Regions from separate parts of the Gossypium hirsutum genome. Here region 1 is linked to region 2. Evidence: chromatin contacts called from public Hi-C data. All regions are on one chromosome and are shown on one strand. The core of a region is the stretch at or near the end of the contact, and the rest is flanking DNA. Distances in the headings are between cores, read along the strand shown. Region 1 holds the start of LOC107886109 (eukaryotic translation initiation factor 5A). Region 2 holds the start of LOC107886149 (pentatricopeptide repeat-containing protein At5g61400).

What was found. A called contact is a pair of places that touch in the nucleus more often than the background predicts.
Region 1: a contact with region 2 is called in a Hi-C map of leaf, with 2.1 times the contacts expected there. The contact joins the promoter of LOC107886109 here to the promoter of LOC107886149 in region 2. A contact is called at or near these places in 4 of 34 Hi-C or Micro-C datasets (all in leaf).

Annotation. Positions count from the first base shown.
Region 1 is chrA03:18,984,932-18,988,559 of Gossypium_hirsutum_v2.1, reverse strand. LOC107886109 (eukaryotic translation initiation factor 5A) reads left to right here and starts at 1,385. Exons shown (of 5, transcript XM_016809947.2): 1 at 1,385-1,991; 2 at 2,775-2,897; 3 at 3,003-3,059; 4 at 3,133-3,207; 5 at 3,499-3,628. The coding sequence starts at 1,869. The coding sequence ends at 3,600.
Region 2 is chrA03:18,645,813-18,649,062 of Gossypium_hirsutum_v2.1, reverse strand. It overlaps LOC107886149 (pentatricopeptide repeat-containing protein At5g61400), which reads left to right and starts at 1,723. Exons shown (of 1, transcript XM_016809992.2): 1 at 1,723-3,250. The coding sequence starts at 2,439.

The sequences.
Region 1 (3,628 bases), core at 136-2,635, 340 kb before region 2:
TAATGTACCAACACCAAATACACATTTTAGTTTTAGTTATAGTCGAATATAGTTCTCTTACGAAATCGAGTGAGGAACTTACTCTATTACTCATTCGAACAGAGATCCAACTACTTCTCTTACCAAATACATATGTATAATGTATAATGCTATTATAAAGTGTGATACAAAATTAAGTGACCAATTATGTTATAAGTGTCATAGGTATTAAAGTGTCATGAAAATAATGTGTAGATACCATAAGTTGTATTTATAATTTGATGAGTGGTCAAATTATAAATACCCAAAACTAATTTAATAATCAGTTATTTTAAAAAGAGGTAGTGATGTCAAGAAATATATATATCGTATTTCTTTTCTATCCATATCAAAAAGAATTATACAAAGAGAAAAACTATTTTCTTAGAAGATCAAAACCTTCTAGGCAATCTCTAATAATGAATTCAGGTATGCTTCCACGTTTAGTTTTGTTCTTGATTTATCCTTGATGATCTAACATGTCAAATCTTGATTTATTAAGTTTTATATCAAAGTTTTACGATTCTAACATTTGTCTCATGCAACCTTTTCCTATACCAACCAAATTTGGGAGGATATCTCATAAGCCTTTATCTTAGGACTTGGTTATGATACTATTTTGGTGGCCACCAATTGTCCAACATATACTCACTTTGTTTCTATTGCTCACCTTGGTACTACCAAATCTATTACTAAATATTTTTTGTAGAGAAATTGTCCAACTTTATGACATCCCAAGATTCATGTTTCTGACGTGATGTTGGATTTTTTAGGGCTAGTTTAGCATTGCTTTTGAGAATTGTTTTTAAAAAGTGTTTGGAAAAATGATTTTGAGAAGTACTTTTAAAAAGTTTGATTCAAGATTTAAGTGTTTAGTATTACTGTCAAAAAATACTTTTGAGAAATAAAATATTTATTTTAGACATTGTGTTATAAAGTAACAAATAAACATTTAAACAAGGTTCAAATTAGTTAAAATTATATTTTAATAAGAATGTAGAAAATAATTTATTATAATTTGTTGTTAATATTGTAATATGGAAAAAATAAATTTTAAATTTTAATATAACAAATAAGTACCATATGTTGAAGGGATGAAAATGTAATTAAACTGTCAAAAATATTTTTAGGAGAAAAAAACTAAAATTTTTAACTTTTCCGTTTGGAAAAAATTACTTTTGAAAAGCAATAGATTTGTTTTAAAAGTTGCTTATTTAGCATTTCTTTTGTTTCAAAAATATTTTTTTATGTAAAAAGTTTTTTTAAAAAGTATTACTAAAGACAATGATAATATTTTATGGTACGAGCTCTTTTACCTTACTAACACCAATATACCTATAAGCACCTTTTACAATCCCTCCAAATAGAGGCAGTGAATCCGTGGTTGGGGACTTTCTCAAGTATACATGGAGTATCTACCTACCATGGTCCCAATTTTCTTTCAGTACTGGGTTGCAGTCTTCCTTTAGCACCACACCTTTCAAACCAGTCTATGGTTATGACCTTCCAAACCATTTCTTCTTGTTTGTGGTAAAACTAAAAATCGAGAAAAAATTTCATCAATTTCTTAATAATTATTTTTCTAATACAATAATGATTGGAGTGAGTAGATAAATAAGACGCAATTTGATTTCACAAAATTTATATTTACGTATAAATATATTTATAACATTGTAATAATGATAAATTCTAATATATTTGTAATTTAAAAAGAAAAACCCTAAATTCGTAAAAGTCAAAAGCTATTATATAAACCCGCAGGCACCAATTCATCACCTCCCCCCTATCTACTCCGCCCATCGTCTGCTCTCGCCAAAAGACACCCAAAGACACCACTTTGAAACCCGGAAATGTCGGACGAGGAGCATCATTTCGAGTCCAAGGCCGACGCCGGCGCTTCCAAAACCTACCCTCAGCAGGCCGGCACCATCCGCAAGAACGGTTACATCGTCATAAAAAATCGCCCCTGCAAGGTTCCCTCTCTTGATTCTTAGAAATTTGTTATTTTATTTTATTTTTTTAGAGATCTGTTTGATATTATCCTGAAACTAAACTCGGGTTCATCTTTTCTGATTTAGTTTTTTTTCTTCCGATTGTTAGGGTTCAGATCTGTTGCTTTTTTCTTTTTTTTTTCTTTTATAGTTGGAATATTGAAATTTATATGTTTAGTTTGATTTTAATTGAAATCTGTGTTAATTTTTACTTTTTTCTTTATAGCTGTTTATTTACTTTTTGTTTCCAGAAAATTTGCCATTAGAAATCATGAATACTAAAAATATTATTTTTTTAACCATAAATGAAAATAGCAATCAAAGAAGAGTTTACTTTTTTGATATTTTTCTGTATCTTTCTGCAAACTTTTGATGTAAGAGCAAGTTGGAAAAAAGTATGTATATATATATATATGAACACTAGGCTCTTTAGTGTTAAAATATTAGTAGTTTTTTTAATGAATCTTCTCATCATGAGTCATAACCAAGCATTTGATGCATGTGATTTATTAGTGTTTGATGGGTTGACTGAAATGCTACTTGGACTTGTGTGTATGTGGGATATGGGCATCTGTTTGATACAGAGATTTCGGTTTTATTAAAAATTTTCAATCTATTTGAAGGGTCCTAGGAGCGATATATCCTTGTAACTGTGTCTAACTATGCATCTTATACGGCTATTTTGTAAAACAAGAAAGAATCGGAGTAATATAGATTGGTTTTTTATTTTAGTAAACTTGATTACTGTTCCACGGTGTGTTGCAGGTTGTTGAAGTTTCCACCTCCAAGACCGGGAAGCATGGTCATGCGAAGTGTCACTTTGTTGGAATCGATATCTTCACTGCCAAGAAGCTCGAAGATATTGTTCCTTCTTCCCACAATTGTGATGTATGAAATGATTACTTACTCCATAAATCTTTGTTGTTCTAACTTTTAATCTGTCATGTAAATTGCATTTGTGTTAATGAATGTTTATGTTTTGGGTTTTAACAGGTTCCGCATGTCAATCGTACTGACTACCAGTTGATTGACATTTCTGAGGATGGATTTGTAAGTTCATTTGTTTCTTTTCCGCTAGAAGTTGTATGTTTGCTTGTGTTTTTTAACTTGTTAATCTTTTCAGGTGAGTTTGCTGACTGAGAGTGGAGACACTAAGGATGATCTGAGGCTCCCAACTGATGAGAACTTATTGAAACAGGTTAATTAACTCTTTCTTTTTGCATATATTTTCAACATACGGCTCTTTTGCTATAGAGTAACCTTTGTTATTATATACTGATTTGAATTCTGGAAACAACAAAGCCTTTTTTATGCACTTCCTAGTAGCTCAGTATGGGATGCTGCCCCTTTTCTGAAGGGGAGGTTAAAACTGAGCGTCGGAGAGCTCTGCATATACATACAACTGCCATTGCGTTTTTATATTCTTGATTTCGTATCTCTGCACCCTTTATGTGGGATTGCCGTTGTTAACATCATTGTTCGACTGCAGATCAAGGATGGTTTTGCTGAGGGAAAAGACCTGGTTGTGTCTGTGATGTCTGCAATGGGGGAGGAGCAGATCTGTGCTCTGAAGGACATTGGTCCTAAGTAATTTGAGATTTTATTTTCAGACTTTTATT
Region 2 (3,250 bases), core at 474-2,973:
ATTTCATCGATGTGTTGATAGTTGGAACTTATGTTACTTATCTCAGAGTGGTTAGGGTGTTTTTGTACGTTTTGTTTTGTAAGCAATTCCAACGCTTGCAATGCAATTTTTTTATTTTCTTCTTCCATTTGTCGCACACTTGAAGTTATTATAAGTCGGTTCTAACGACAGAAATTAGGGAGTCTTTGGGGAATTCATTGGTGTTCTTGGTCTTCGTTAAGCGCAACTAAGTGTGATGTATGAGCTTTCGTGATTTGGCTTAGTTTAATATTGCACTCTTGCCTAAGCAGGGGTAGTGCTTATTAACATATTCGGATTGTCTTATGAGCCGGGTTTTAAAGCACATTACTTTTCTAATGTTGATTTTTTAGAGTGGGCTTAGGGTTTTACCCTTCTTATACTTAGCACAATATCTAGTGCTCTCGGGGCCTGATAGAAAAGGGCCTTGGTTGGCGGGTGGGCAATGGTCACTTCATCTCCATCTGGAAGACCTTTGGCTCCTAGGCAAAGCTCTCTGTCGTATTGTGCACTTATCTGTTAATACTAATGTTACTTGGGTGAGTGATTTGATGTTACAGGATTCGGCCCAATGGAATCATACCTTGGTCAGTGAGTTGCTTTTGGTCGTTAAGGCAAATCGCATTCTTAGCATTCCTCTCTCTCGTTCAGATGATGATGATTTAGTGGTTTGGAAATGCGATCCAACTAGTTGTTACTTCATTCGTAGTGGATATAGGTTGCTTTATTAGCCTATGCAACAACTCTCTATTCCTTCTAGTCTTTTCAACCCTCTGAGTTCGCATGATTTTTTTACAATGATATGGAAGATTTGGTTCCCTATTAAAGTTCACATGATTGCTTGGAGATTCCTTTGCAATTATGTACCCACATTACACATCATTTACAATCGACACATCTCTACTACACAATACTGTCCTAGATGCCTCAATATACCTGATATGCCTATTCACGTGCTTCGGGAGTACCCTTTTACCATTTTGGTTTGGAATCTATTGGATATATCTTGGGCTGGTACCTACAATGTTTCAGATCTTATGAGTTGGTTGGGTTTTCTTTGTAAAGCATATATTAGGGACAATTTAGCACTCATCCTTACAACAATTTAGGCACTATGGTGGTTGCGTAACAGGTACTATCATGAGGGCCTTGGTTCCACGTCTCCTAAGTTGGTTTCCTTTATTCGCTCCTACTTAGGTGGCTTGTTGGTGCTGGACGCGCCAGGAGCGGTTCTGGTGGTTTTGCGTACTGCACGTTGGTGTCCTCCGCCCTCGCCTCTAGTTAAGGCCAACTTCAACACTACATACATAGAAGGGTCACACTCCTATTGCTCGGAGGTGGTGGTGCGGGATGCCCAGGGCCAGGTGCTTGTCTCTTGGAATAGGATCCATGGTCAGGTCTCATCGACCTTTGCTGCGGAAGCGTTGGCTCTCTTATCAGTGTTGGATTTGGCTCGGACCTTGGGCTATCTCGAGTTGTGTTCGAAAGGGATTCTCTGCATGTGATACGTAAACTCAATAATGTACAAGTCGACCAGTCAGAGATTCGGGCACTGATTACAAAGGGGAGGTTGCAGTTACATACCTTTTCTGCAGTGGCTACAGTCTGCAAATGTTTTCAAGAGTAAAATTGGGTTGCTCACTAGCTCGCGATGCTGGGATTTCGCTGCACATCGGACCGTTTCTAGGTCGTGGAGGATCCTTTTCAGGTGACAGGCACAGTAGCTGAGAAAGGAAGGTCGACCACTCATTCGCCTTAATTTCACCACAATCATTGGGTTAAAAAAGTTGCATCTCTTTACTTCTCCTTGTTGTGATTTCTTTTTCTCCATTGTCGTGCTTGCAAGCTGTTCAGATTTGGCTTTGGGATTTTTGGATTCCATCAGTTGCTTTTGGGACAACATTTAGGATTTCTTTTTCTTTTGTCTTCTGTTCCTTCTTTAGTGTTTTTCTAATTGCATTGGGGGCCTACTGCAGTTTGTTGCTTTTGTCTTTGGATTTGGGCCTCACCCATGCGGATTTGTTTTTCTATTTTTCTCTCTACTTCAATGGAAGCCATTTTAAAAAAAAAAGTAAAATTAAATGATGTGGGCTAATTAAATTATTACATAGATAAATTTATTAATGAGGTACCATTTATGCAAAATGTCTAAATCTAATTGGTGCAAATTGTCACGAAAAAATGAACTAAAATGATCGGGAGGAAAATTCTAATGTTTAGGGGGGAGGGGGGGTTACATGATTCGTAGGAGAGCCTTAGCCCATAAACATGGCGAACCCCGTTTATTGAAGAGATGCAAGAACAATGCCCCAGTTGTAGGTTTAACCTACAATTTGAATTTATTTGGTTTGGTGTTCCATCTCAACATGGATAGCAATTTATAATTTTAGGATTCGGCCATGTAAACCTATAAACTGAAAATGTTGAAGCTATTCCCGCGTAAACAAACGCCATTTCTTTGCACCAAATACCCTTCAAACCTTTGTAAAATGGCATCTTCCTCGTCGTCATCGTCATGCCATCATCTGACAAAGGATATCCTCAACACCCAAAACCCTCACCAAGCTCTCAAGCTTTTCAATTCCAATGCCAATCTCTTAAACCCCTTGAAGAATCTCGAGCCTTATTCAGCCATCATTCACGTTTTGGCCAGTGCTAAACTTTACGAGGACGCCAGGTGTTTGATAAAATACCTCATCAAAGCCCTCCATAGCTCTTTGGAACCCCCTCGTGCTTGCCACTTAATTTTCAACGCCCTTAACAGATTTCAAACCTCAAAATTCACTCCCAATGTGTTTGGGTCATTAATCATTGCATTTTCCCAGATGGGTTTAATCGAAGATGCCTTGTGGGTTTATAGAAATATCAAAACTTTCCCTCAAATGCAGGCTTGTAATGCACTTTTAGATGGGTTAATTAAGTTGGGCAGGTTTGACTCCATGTGGGATCTTTACAAGGAATTGCTTTCACGGGGGTTTTTGCCTAATGTTGTTACTTATGGGGTGTTGATAAATTGTTGTTGTTGTCAAGGTGATGTTTTAAAGGCACACAACTTGTTTTATGAACTGTTGATGAAAGGAATTCCACCCAATGTTGTCGTCTACACAACTGTCATAAAGTTACTTTGTAATGAAGGTAAGATGCTGGAGGCAGAACGTATGTTTAGATTGATTAAAGAGGGTTATTTCCTTCCAAATTTGTACACTTATAATGTTTTGATGAATGGATATTT